Linked DNA regions of Hordeum vulgare: region 1 is linked to region 2. Evidence: chromatin contacts called from public Hi-C data. All regions are on one chromosome and are shown on one strand. Each heading gives the region's core, a stretch centred on a gene start, on an enhancer-like site or on the middle of the called end of the contact. The rest is flanking DNA. Distances are from core to core; before and after follow the strand shown.

Region 1 (7,333 bases), core at 2,963-5,462, 210 kb before region 2:
AATCATGAGCATAGATAAATTAACTACCTGATAACTTGAACTTGAGCAATTATTTCAAGAACATCGTCCACGAGAAAACCATCCTGGATCTTTGACAGCTCCATAAACTTTTTCCAACCCCAGTCATGTTCCTTCTTCCAGAACCTATGCAAAGTATCTACAAAAATTACTTCATTAACGCCTGAACAAGGTGACAAGATAGATAGATATACTGTAGCTTCCTATGAAGAGAACAAACCAAGTTCAGCTCACCAGAGTATTTAATTTTCTTAGGATCCATATTGCCTACAGCTATAGTGAACTGTGCAAAATGGCTCCATCCTGAAATTTTCATACTAGAGTCAGATAACTAATTTCCAATATGAGCGCAAGATAGCAGCAAACATGGTAGTAACATCAAACCTGGTAGGAGTTTGTCATGATTAGCAACACAAAGAAACAATGACAAGTGATTGGAGACATCACATCCTTGCGGGTATACAAGTATATACCTGTGAAATAACAATTGGAAACAACAAGGGAATCAGTATCTGTGCATACAGGGAAGAACAAATATACACCAGAAAAATGAGTCATGAAGCTTTCAGATTTGTTCATTAAGCCCTCAGCAAAGCTAAAAACCTTTCTGATGGTAAAAATGGAAATTTTAGTGTCCAAAAAGAGACAGAAATGGAATCGTATACGAAGACGCACTGTGCCAACAGTAACAGAATAATCAAAACAGACATATCAGGACCATTTACTTCCAATCCTTACTCCCACCCACGTGAAATAAATACTCTGGTACAAACTGTAAACCAAACATGTCAAAACATTGCACATAGGAGAAAGGGATTATGTGGCGCTCTCCAAACTCAATCTTAAGGAACAATGTTTTTTATTCAGAACATACACTCCTTGGGAAAGGGTCATTGGGTCAATACATAAGCAGAACATGCAGAGGTAGGCATTATAATCAGAAAAGACTGGGGCACACAGAATGACAGAAAGAAAACATAGCTAGACAAAATTGCGGCCAAATTATGTTCTATAAATATCAACATGAGAAAAATCAAACAAATGGCAAACTACAGCGAAGCAGCATCATTACTGCCATGCAGGAAGCGAGTTCTTGAGTTACTCCCTCCGTTCCTAAATATAAGTTTTTTTAGAGTTTGCACTAGGAAACTACATACGGATGTATATAGACATACATTAGAGTGTAGATTCATTCATTTTGCTCCGTATGTAGTCCCGTAGTGAATCTCTAAAAAGACATATATTTAGGAATGGAGGAAGTATATGTTACCACACAAGGCAAAAAGAAAATGCACAAGGTAAACCATGAAACACTGGCGTCCATGCAGGCTGAGCTATCGAACAGAGTCAAAGCTATAACTCAACAACAACATGTAGAACACACGGCAGATCCCCCCCCCCTCTCAGTTCGCAAGTCACGTTTGAAAATAGTTCATTTACCAAGATCATTGGTCGAGTTGTCGAACAATGTTGTCAAAAGGCACTTTACCATTTATAACCACCAGCCTCAAATGGCTCACTTTTCATCTCTCTCTTCTTCTCCTTGGAAAAATTCTCGATCCTCCAAGTGTGCCGACCGTATAATTCTGAAGGTTTGGGGCCTGCTATCGTAGTTGAGAGAAATGAGATAAAACACACAAAAAAATACAGCTTCCAAATCTCAGAGGAACATATCCTTTAGGAAATTCCAATCAGTAGCATGATAAGACTTGCATCATGGTAAGGAAAAAAGATGTATCCATACAGTGAAAGCAAATGTTGACACACAAAAAATTAATCTGGGCAAGTATCAGCACGCAAATTTAACTATTTAAAAGATTATTTTAATTTTCAAAATAGGAAAGATTGCATCAATGAGAGAACTAATGACATTGAAAAGTGGCAGAAAAGAGGGCAGCCCGGTGCACGTAGCTCCTGCTTGCGCAGGGTCCGGGGAAGGGTCCGACTCCGACGAGGTAAATAAATTATTTCATTGTAGAAAGAGACAGAAAGTGATTCCCAGTTTCAACTTTTAGAAGCTAATTAAGAATGGCCAGTTAAAGACAGTGCGGAGTGACAAACAATGAGCATCACAAATCATTAAATTAATACACAATATTTCACTCAGTATTTATTGCATGGTATTTTAGAGTGCAATTGATTAGGTGCATATGGATAACCTCAACAAACAAATAAAGGCATTGTTACGTTTTATTTTATTTACTAGGGAATACTGGGAAAAGAGCTTAATCTGCATATACGCTCTAATATGCATGCAGTCTGAGTGTAATCATAAATGATAAATGTCTTGAATCAACTGACATTCTGGTTGAACCATAGCACGGTTTCTGCCTTCTTCATTAAAGATGGATAATAAGATAAATTAAACCTCCCTGTATTTATATTTTCTGCATTGAGAATCAGACACAACAAGACTTATTAAATGTGAGAGCCAATGCCAAACACTATCTATCATCATGCACATCCGACGTTTGAGTGGTCAACCAGCATTTCTAATCATAGTTATTATGGCAGTTAAGTCCCAGCAACTAGCGCGAAGCAACCTTGGATACCATGGCACTGCAAAATGAACCAATAGGTACTGATCAATGGGCCACAAGCTCCACCCTTACAACCAAACAAGTTAATTTGGTGCACGTAGGAGGTATAGTGTATCAGCTGAGCAGTTGGTGTTGGATTATTCTAACATGCCAATGATGTCAAGTTCAAAAGGAATCACAACAGTCCATACCAAAATAATCTCCACAGCATTTCACAGCAAAATAACATGCTAACCAAACCATGCAACCATATATGTAAGTGCATTCACGCACCAGGATCATCGTCGTCGCAATCAGTGTCCCAAAATGGCGGGGATGTCGAAGGGCTTCCGCTCTCGCCCTGGTCGCAGGACCGCCACTCCGACAAGGACTCGCCGGACAGGCTGCGATCGTCGTCCCTCATCCCAGCCGTGCTCGCGGAAGAATCATCGGTTGCTGAGGCACCGGCCATCAGCAAACCCCTCAGCTACTTCGGACAACCTTATCCACGGCTGCACGCACAAACGACAATGGAATTAACAATTCTGAGCTGAATCCAGCACACCAAAATGGTAACAAAACCAATACTCTCATCGGACGAGACCCCGCTGCGGTATCAAGTCTACTAACTCCCGACAAAACCATTATCAGACCGGCGCAGAACCCACAGACGGCGGTATCAACTCTACTAACTCCCGACAAAACCGCGCAGAACCCACAGACGGCGGTATCAACTCTACTAACTCCCGACAAAACCGCGCAGAACCCACAGAGGGCGGTATCAACTCTACTAACTCCCGACAAAACCGCGCAGAACCCACAGACGGCGGTATCAACTCTACTAACTCCCGACAAAACCGCGCAGAACCCACAGAGGGCGGTATCAACTCTACTAACTCCCGACAAAACCGTTATCAGACCGGCGCAGAACCCACCGGCGGCGGTATCAACTCCAATAACTCCCGACAAAACCGTTATGAGCCCGGCTCGAAACCCGCGGAAACAAGCCAATAGCAGTCCAGTGAGTAGGGAGCCCTTCCAATACTGGTCGAATTCGACAATCTGACGACCTCTACTTGGCTGGAAACAGCCTTCCATCCGTGAACTCCGCGCTCTAGCTCCCTCTATTCCCCGACGCTGCTCTGCCCCGCTCAACGGGACAAGGGGATCTACCCGACGCCCATTTCGAGAGACGCGACCGCCCGAGCTGAAGGCGCCTCCCGCGGGGGGCAAACGAGCAGCTCGCAGTCGGATCAGCCGAGGGGGGGCGCGCCCGACACGCAACCGGCCGAACCCTAGCCCCCCACCCGGCGACTACGAGGCGCGGCACCGCCCCGCGCCGCGGGGGGCGGGCGGGCGGGCGGACGTGCGCGGGCCCTGATCTAAGCGGGACGGGGCGAGAGGCTTCGTACCTGCCGCAGCCGCCGCCCGGGGCAGGAGCGGTCCTGCGGCGGGGGAGCGGGGAGTGAGCTGGCTGGGCTGCGGCGCGGCGGCGACGAGGCGAGGCGAGGCGAGGCTGCGGGAGGGAGGGGAATATGTTTGGATTGGGGAATTGCGATTTGTAACAGCGAAGAGACGAGACGGGGACGGGGGAGAGGGGAGGAAGGGAAGGGAAGGGAAAAGGGAAAAAATCGAGGGTGGGGGGGAGAGGGCGACGGGTGATGAGGCGTGTGATGGCCCTCGGCACGGTCTGTGAGTCTGGACCCGCTTTCTTTCGTCCACTCCTCCTCGCTCACTTCACCTGCGATGCGGTGCGACGGAAGTAAAACCGACCGAAAAGGGGGAGAGAGATGGAGAGGGAGAGGGGGCTTGGTTGTGACCGACGGGACGGTTCGGAGTTGGGGAGGTGATCTCCGTGCTCGCTTTGTGGACCTGCGCTGCTCCGCGTGCGTGGTCGGTCGGCGGCCTGGTGAGGGCAGCCGCTGCACACGCCCCCAGATCGGGAGCCATGGCTTGTTGAGCGTTGAGCAAGCCTATGTTTTTTTTTTTTTTGGAATAAAGGGAGTTTATTAAGATGGCATAGTGTTACAGTCGAGAGGCCACAAACCCTTAATACAAGGTGGAACCGAACGCAACCATACGTTTTCTTTTTGCGGGCAGCTGAGTCTCTGTCTGTAGGCCCTTTTTTTTTTGCATCATGAAGACCGACAATGAGCATTTTTTGCAAGAAAAAAACTGTTTGGGGAAAAGTTTATCTCCTTGTTTACAACATTTCAGGTGCTTTTTTTCGCGGAGATTATAATTGACTGATTTGGCGACTCGGCGGCAACGTGTAAAAAGAGGGTTCGGTTATTTTTCTTGCAGGTGTTTTTTTTGGTAAAGCGTAGCTTTATTAAAACTTAACGGTACTTACGCAAATCGCCTTGAGCACAAGCAGTCACACGGGCTGGTACATCGGACTCCCATTATACATAGTGATTTGGTTCATACATATATCACCAATAGATGCTAGTTCATGAACAGCTGCAAAGTTTGCGCTACGCCCACATGTTGAAATCACATGTTTGGAGAACCACATCTTAAGCTGAAACTTCAAATCCTCAATAATAGTCGTGTAGGGCGAGGAGTCGACTTTCTGTAAGTCCAAGTCATCGACCAGAAGTTGGTAGTCGGTCTTAAAAATCACTCTTAGCATGTCCAAATCAACAACGAGGGATATAGCTTGTGCCATTGCATGCACTTCGGCCGTGAATGTGTCGTGGACATTGTTCTGGCGTCCGGCTCGAGCAGCGATGATGTTTCCTTCTATGTCTCTGGCTATGCCCCCCATCCAGCATACGCTTCTCCCGCGTAGAATGCCCCATCTGCGTTTACTTTAATCATAGCATCAAATGGAGGTTGACACTTTTGCATGCACTTGGTATTGGTCGCTGGTTGAAAAGCGACGGCATACTCCATCGCTTCACAGCACACTCGTCTGACCACCTCGGCGCCGAGACTGGCAGCTCACCTTCTACTCTATTACTCCCTCCCTTCCTAAATATAAGTCTTTGTAGAGATTCATTAGTGAACTACATACGGATGTATATAGACATACTTTAGAATGTACATTCAATCATTTTGCTCCGTATGTAGACATCTAGTAAAATTGCTTAAAAGACTTATATTTAGGAACGGAGGGATTAGTTTATTACGATTGTTCCATCAATGACACCAGGGAATGGTGATCTTTGTGCGCTTATTTTCAGGCAGCCCCACAAAAGAACCAACATTACATGCACAGACATAGCTTTCTCCAATGTCATGCGCTCTGGTTCCAACCACTAGTGGGGACAGGGCCTATAGCCCCGACCCGTAAGGGGCTTTAGTCCCGGTTCACCAACCGGGACTAAAGGGGCGGGACTAAAGGCCTAACTTTTTTGTCCCGGCCCTGTTACACGTCGGGACTAAAGGTGCTTCACGTGGGCGCCTCGTAGCGCCCCAGGGGCAGGCCCTTTAGTCCCGGTTCGTTACACGGACCGGGACTAAAGATTTTCAGATTTTGCTGGTTTTTGGGGTTTTTTTTGTATGAAATTATTTTTGGGTTTTAGGGTTTTAGGGTTTAGGTGTTCGGGAGATTAACGTGATGCCTCGTTTGGTGTTCGGGAATTAGTTTTCATATAATTTAAATAGAAATAATTATGCATATATATATATATATAAGATTAACTTATCTTACAAGCGATCATATATATACAATTATATGGAGATCTGAATTATCGGGACTAGAGCCCGTCTATTCGATTACATGGACGAACATCAGTAATGGCCCTTAGCTACACTAAATCGTCCTTTGTCTTCTATAGCTTCCGTCCTCGGAAATCCCGCAAGTTCCTCTGCAACAGCAATCGCGCGTTGTTGTGGTAGGACCTTCGTCCTCATGGTCGTGTGCTATATAAGAAGAGGAGATGAATATGAATATCAAGCATGATAACAAAGAATGACGGATAAAAATAGAGGTGTGAATGTTCATTGCTTACGTCGAATCTGTGATCCTTGAACTCAGAGGTAAACGTGCGAATGGTCTCGCAAACATAGTATCCGCATAGATGCGTTCCCCGTGGCTGTTGGTCGCACTTTACGAGAATAGAATATATATAATCAAAATAATAATCTAGCGTCATAAATGTATTGAAAATTAATAGAAGTATATCATACTACTACTTACCTGAGCCGCTCTAAAGGTCAGCTTCTCAGGAAAGTTACCGGTAGTCACGCACTTGAACCGCTTCCAAACCCTGCCCGACAAGGATAATGATTTGCTAAATTTTTCATTAATTGATATATCAGAAAATCATCGAAAGAGACCGATAGAGCGCAAGAATGATTAAAATTACCCTTGGAGCATGTCCTGCAGGCTTTGAAACTGTTCCAAGGGTCTCGATAATGGGTCGAAAGCATCAACTCTTCCCTTATCAATTTGAATGTCCAACAGAATTCAATGGAAGCTGCACATGTATATATATATGTGTGTGTGTGTGTCAGTAACTTATCAATTACACTTATAAGTGAATGGACACAACAGAGTAAAGACCCTCACCTGAAGTTGTATGGAAACAGTATGTGGTCACAGAAATTTTGATCTGTTAGAAACCTTAGAAGGTTTTCCTCCGTCTCCTTGGGTTTGTCAGTTAGCGTCGCTATATGTATTTTATCTGGATCAATAAACCCAATATTTAGGATTCTCTTACTTTTACACTCCAGAATCTTCATTCTGCATAATAGAGTACAAGTTTATATATAAACAATGAATTGAAATAACTAAACAAGTTATATGTAGACAACGAATTAAAAAACTTACAGACAATAGCAACTCA
Region 2 (6,500 bases), core at 3,723-6,222:
ACCGCCCCCTCTCCGGCCGCCATGCTGCCGCCGGCCGCCCGCCTCGCGGCCCGCCGCCTCCTCGGCCTCGCCTCCGCGTCCGCCTCACAGCCAGCCGCCCGGCGCCTCTCCCCGTCTCCGGTTCGCGCGTCTCCTCCCCCTCCCGAATCCATTCCCCTCCATTTCCGCCCCAAACCGATCCCCTGACCCCGTTCGCCGGAATTTCCTTGCAGATCTCCTCCTCCGCCGCCGCGGCCGCCACGGGGTACTTCTCCCGGACCTTCTCTTCGGCGCTTAACTACGTGAGCACCCTCGGATCCGCCTCCGTGCTCGTCTGATCTGTTTTGCCGCCGAGGGCGATTGCGCTAGATTTATTCGTTGCCTTTGTCCTGCAGCACATCGATTCGCCGGACAACAACCCCAACATGCCGTGGGAGTTCACCAAGGCGAATATGGAGAAGGTAATGGCGTTCTTCCCCCCGGTCTGCCATGCCGATGCATGTGTAGCGGCCGGACTGTTGGGTCAGTTGGCTTAGATTTGGCATAACCGTGACAGTACTTGTTAAATTGTGTGCTCAGATGTTCAGATATGGTTTCTTAGGGTAGCATTTGCACTCTTGAATGATATTATTCAGTTTAGCATGGAAAATTGTAACAGCACTATGGGCCATAATGTTCCATTTGAAGTGGGCTTAGTGAATGCAGTTAATATGGCTCATGTGCATGTGGACTACCGACACGTTTCAACTTAGTTATTATCTGAATTAAATTTTATGTTGTAATGTTGCAGGTCAACGAAATACTATCTCATTACCCAAGCAACTACAAGCAATCTGGTATTATTCCAATGCTTGATCTTGCACAGCAGCAGCATGGTGGATGGGTCCCAGTTGCAGCAATGGACGCTGTAAGTCTTTTTTGTGTGTGCAAAACTGTGACCTTCGAACGTCAGCATGTTATGGTGTATTCCATTTTCATATAAATTGTTATGAGCTCATGTACCTTCTTTAGTAAAAACTTGTCTCTTGTACTTGTAGAAACTATGCAAAAACCTTATTGCCCCTTGTTTATTGTTGTATATGCTGTTTTTTTCTGCATACTCTTCTGTCTATTCACTATGTCTGGAACACTTAATTAAAGTTCATATAGGTGCACAGAAAGATATCATGTGCACATTGAGTAGTTGGTTTAGCTTATGACTTGCACAGATTCGTCGGTCTTTAATTTTGACACTTTCGAATCAAGTTACATCTTGTAGGAACAAAACATTTAGAAGTGCCAGTTACTACTGTTGGATAACTAAAAAAAATCTGGATTTGAGAACCAAGTAACATGTTTGTTTGTTGACATAGTAGTTCAAAACTCTTATAACTATGTTTTTTCTGTTTCTGAAGCTGACTTCATGGTATCTAATATATTCATGTGGCAGCCATATTACTCATAGAGCATATTAACATATAATGCATTCCAAGCTGGAGCATATCCTTTCTCAGCACGAATATTAGGTTCACAATTTTGCTGCAAGTACCATAATCTTTGCCAGTTACCACTGTTGGATAACTAAAAAAATCTGGATTTGAGAACCAAGAAAAATCTGCAAGAACACTTAAATAAATTTGTTATAGGTGCACAGAAAGATATCATGTGCACATTGAGTAGTTGGTTTAACTTATGACTTGCACAGGTTCGTTGGTAAGATAGGGGAAATTTAAATAGTAATTTCTGAGCCGTATGAGGTAGGAAACTCTCAAGTACGGTTCTAAGGGAAGGAACTGCCTATTCCGACCGAGGAGAACAAGCCATTCTACAGGGTGATTCGGAAATTGCTGAAGCTTGGTTTGATCAAGCTGCTGGGTATTGGAAATAGTTATAGTGCTTACTCCGGGAAATTATAATCTTGACACGTTTGAATCAAGTTACATCTTGTAGGAACTAAACATTTGGAGGTGCCAGTTGCCACCATTGGATAACTACAATTTTATCTGGTTTTGAGAATCAAGAAAAATAGCCTTATTAGGAGACATGGGAGTCTAATATAAGTCAACATAGTAGTTTAAATCTCTTATAACCATGTTTTTTTTTTTTCGTTTCTGAAGTTGACTTGATGGGAATCTAATATATTCATGTGGCAGCCGTATTACTCATAGAGCATATTAACATATAATGCATTCCAAACTGGAGCATATCCTTTCTTAGCATACTATCAGGTTCACAATTTTGCTGGAAGTACCATAATCTTTGCTACACAGTAAACTCTTCACATTTTCAGTGTTCCTGACAATAATTTGTCTTTTTTTCAGATTGCTAAAATAGTCGGAGTTGCGCCGATCAGGGTCTATGAAGTTGCAACATTCTACTCAATGTTCAATCGGACCAAGGTACCTTGATGCATGACTGCCTATACTGTACTCATTACTACCACCTCTTTTACAATGAAGTCATTTCATGTTATGTAGGTGGGAAAATATCACCTTTTGGTGTGTGGAACTACACCTTGTATGATTCGTGGTTCACGTGATATCGAAGATGCCCTGTTAGAACACCTTGGAGTTAAACGGAATGGTTTGTATATCACTGTAATTATTCTGATATCTTAAATTTGTTACTTTGTCCTCTGAGCAAGAGGTCCTTTCGTTGTTTCTGTGATGTAACTCACATTTTTTTTTCATTTTCAGAGGTGACAAGCGATGGTTTATTTTCTGTCGGTGAAATGGAATGCATGGTAACACCGTGATCTTAAAATATTTGTTTTAGTTGAGTTTTACACTTTCAATGTTTAACTGTAGGTCAGTATGTCTGTGATGAATGATTTGAAATGCTTGGTTATGATATATCTTTCCTTAAAGCCACTTTTATTCACATTCTAGTCATGTGTTCATAGGGTTGCTGTGTGAACGCTCCCATGATTGCTGTGGCTGACTATTCCAAGGGTTCAGATGGTTACACATACAATTATTACGTAAGTTTATTTTGCTCTTGGTAGCACTAGTACATATACAGTTTAACATTTGCACTATTCTGTTATCCCTTTGTGTTCTGTACTTTCTGGTATTAGACAGTATATCAATGACTTCATGCTTGGCATAATGTGGTGGAATTGTACCAGAAACACCATGACACATCTTGTAGGACAATTGGTCCAACCTGATTTAAAACAAAAAAATGGGTGATGGAAGAACATAATATCACGGTGTAGATTGTACAGGTGTTAGTATATTGTTAGGAAAGGGTGATGTGATGACGTGTGCTTGCATGTTCAAACAATTGTTTCGTTTTAACTTTCACGTTCATGCATATGTATAGATTAATAGTTGTCTACTCAAGAGACTAAACTTGTGCTTGTTGGCTCTAATATTGTACCGTCTTCTTTGGGGGCATTAGAGAGGTTAAATCTTGTCATGGTTATCTTTTAAACTGAATTTTCATTCGATAGAACTACTGCATCACTAGAGACGCAAAGTTGCTAGCCTACCAGGATGGCTTGTTAAAACTTGCATGCCTTTTGCTAATACAACAGGCCTTGAAGCAAACTTTTCCATCTTATGTAACCTGAGTTTTTTTTTCTTCTACTTACCCTTCACAGGAAGACCTCACTCCAAAGCGAGTTGTTGAACTCGTTGAAATGCTGAGAAGAGGAGAAACACCCCCTGTAAGCTTCAGCCAACTTAATAGGATTCTCTTACCATGTCTGGCATCAGATTTTACTTGGTCCAGTTGTAATGCCTGCACTGATGATCCGATAAACATTTGCAGCGTGGCACCCAGAACCCAGAGCGGAAAAACTGCGGCCCTGCTGGAGGGATGACCACCTTGCTAGGAGAGCCAAAACCTCCCCCATGCAGGGATCTGGATGCCTGCTAGGTTTGCTTTTGAGTTGCAAGCAAGCACACAAATAAGTTGGCTCGCATTGTATGTCGCGAACAACCGATAGGCGATTTGATCTCTGTTATTCTCAAAGCTTTCTTGTGTCCAACAATGGACAGGCGATTTGATCTCTGTTGTTGTCGAAGCTTTCTTTTGTCTGACAATTGGACACATCTACCTGTCACCATCTCTTTTTTCCCCTTGGTTTGCTCCATCATCAGCTAGACTGCCCACTGATAAAGATAGTGCTATATATTCTGGAGCTGCAGTCGCGAAAGAAAGCTTTGTATCCGGCATAAGAATCTGGGGCCCTGGACACACCCTGGGAGAATTGATTGCTGTTATGCTACTCCTGCAGTGTTATATTCCTGTCGTTCATGCATTAATGGTGTCGTTAACTCCTTATGGACCTGGTACATTTTGATATACTACTAATTTTTCTATTTCTATTTGATCATAGGTATTATGTTTTCTCTTCTATACGAGTGTGAACATCGATTTGTGTGGTGTGTACTGTTCAATGCGGTCCGTGTCGCAGGGTCCCTGCTCTTTCTCACATCTTCCCAACCTACCCAGTGCCCATACACACCTCAGTGCACTCATAGCTGGTGGACATTGTTTGATCGTTCTGACCTAACATTTCGCACCGCTTCCCCCTCTACCGCATGATCGGATCCATGTGCACTCACAACAAGTTATGATCCGTGGTAACACTTCGCCCTAGTGATCCCTTGAGCCTTCTTCTATTAAAAGTACATGTCGGACCTCCAATTGGGTTTTCATGGTAATATTGATTAATGGACAAATAGTCACATCTAATGTTGATCACATTGTAGTCTCTTGAGCGATATTAAATCGGCATTTGCGGCCTCCCAAAATATTGCAAAATGGGCCACATTACTTTGCATCTTCTGCAATGGTAATATCGGCATCGACGGGGAGTTGGGGGGAGGGGGGGGGGGAGAGAGGATAGACGAGAGGGGGGAAGACACGGAGGGTAGCTTTGCTTGGCTGTCGTTCAATTGATCTAGACCATCCACAATGATCCAACGGCAGAGAAGGTCGCCACTCTCCAGTAGCTGACGCGGCCCCACCTAGCAGAGATACAGATACAGCGGCTAAACCCTCTCGTCCATTTCCCTCCCAAAACCCTAGCCCCCAAATCAGGCCACCCGCTCCCATGGCGCGCTCGAGCTCCGTCACCGAGGCCGAGGTCGGCATCGCCTGCTTCACCTCCTCCCTCCCGGGCTTCCGCGGCGTCCTCAAGCACCGCTACTCCGACTTCATCGTCCACGAGGTCGCCCGCGACGGCTCCGTCGTCCGCCTCACCTCCCTCGATCTCCCCGACCAGGTATTTGCGCCCCCCCGCGACGTCTGCTCAGCGATTCCGCGCGCCCGGCCCCGGTTTCACGTACGGCCCGTGCATTGCAGTGCGTGGATGCCAAGGAGGAGGAGAAGGCGGCGCCGGCGGCCGACGCCGACCACTCCAAGGCCCTCGAGTCGTTCAGCGGGCTCTGCGGCGAGGCGGACTGCCGCGCGCTTAGGGGGCTTCTGGAGAAGGTCGCGGCCGGCGGCGAGGGTGAATTCTCGCCGGTTATGCTCTCGCCTGATGCCGACAAGGCTCATCGATCGGTGGGTTTGGTTCCCAGGCGCTGAATGTTTTGTGGGTTGGCTTAATTGGGGGAAACTGTCTGATTTGGAGCGTTTATTTGCTTGTAGGAGGTGCACAATTTTTTCAAGAAGAACTTCAAGTTCTTGGTCACAGACACAGTTGAACACAGCGATGGGGTTCAGAAATACATCAGGGTGCGCGTTGGATCTGAAGCTGGAGGAGGGCGGGGCCGTGGCGGTGGTGGGAGGGGTGGTGGTGACAGAGGAAGGAAGAGGAAGAACATGAATGGCTCTGACTGGGGAGACGACAGGCCATTTGACAGTAGAGGGTCGTCTAGTTGGCCAGCTCATGCTGGCAAGTTCCTGAGGTGATGAAATCCTGTTTGAATTGATCATCTGTTGTCCTCTATAACACATTCATTCCACATGTTTGACATAGTTGACAGGCTTACTTGTTTAAATTTGGTAACACGAGTAATTTAGCTATAACAACTCCTCTATATTTGTGTAGTAATAAGGAATATAAATATAATGATGCGCTGTTTGCTAAGCTGCACTCCCTGGGTTTGCCTAAGTATGTTTGAGGTAGTCTTTTGGTTGATTTCGTCCTAGCTGGTTTGATGTTATAAGACTCTGTTTGCTTCATTTTGAATAAAATGGGGCAGGGGGGAAACCCCTTTCGTCCAAAAAAAATATAAATATAATGTTTGCGTGTGTCTAGCTTTGCTGCTAACTAGTTCTGTAACTGGAGCTACCATTCTGTGACACTGATCAGGTTTCACCTTTGCAAAGAAAACAAGGACACCCAAGATGCATTGGGAGTGATAGGAAAAATGTTAGGACTCCAGGTACATCTTGGCTGCTATTTCTCTCATTGATGGCATCATTCATTAACCGTTCTTTGCCAACCGAGTAATGGCTTGGTTATGCTTTTTGCAGTCACGCTCGTTTGGGTTTTCTGGAACAAAGGATAAACGTGCTGTTACGACGCAACAGGTGTTTATTACACCTATGTAAACCATCTCTCCAAATTTAATTCATGCAAT

The links. A called contact is a pair of places that touch in the nucleus more often than the background predicts.
Region 1: a Hi-C map of seedling shows a contact between it and region 2, with 4 times the contacts expected there. The contact joins the promoter of LOC123447722 here to the promoter of LOC123447678 in region 2. A contact is called at or near these places in 2 of 6 Hi-C or Micro-C datasets (leaf and seedling).

Annotation. Positions count from the first base shown.
Region 1 is chr1H:482,265,183-482,272,515 of MorexV3_pseudomolecules_assembly, reverse strand. LOC123447722 (TNF receptor-associated factor homolog 1b-like) reads right to left here and starts at 4,212. Exons shown (of 13, transcript XM_045124372.1): 1 at 3,950-4,212; 2 at 2,832-3,049; 3 at 1,508-1,619; 4 at 403-491; 5 at 253-321; 6 at 28-157. The coding sequence starts at 3,009.
Region 2 is chr1H:482,058,930-482,065,429 of MorexV3_pseudomolecules_assembly, reverse strand. It overlaps LOC123447678 (multisubstrate pseudouridine synthase 7), which reads left to right and starts at 4,972. Exons shown (of 20, transcript XM_045124309.1): 1 at 4,972-5,194; 2 at 5,275-5,475; 3 at 5,563-5,822; 4 at 6,230-6,302; 5 at 6,394-6,450. The coding sequence starts at 5,024. It overlaps LOC123447687 (NADH dehydrogenase [ubiquinone] flavoprotein 2, mitochondrial), which reads left to right. Exons shown (of 10, transcript XM_045124321.1): 1 at 1-120; 2 at 213-281; 3 at 375-440; 4 at 770-886; 5 at 2,280-2,357; 6 at 2,436-2,541; 7 at 2,655-2,701; 8 at 2,861-2,938; 9 at 3,563-3,628; 10 at 3,733-4,225. The coding sequence starts at 22. The coding sequence ends at 3,840.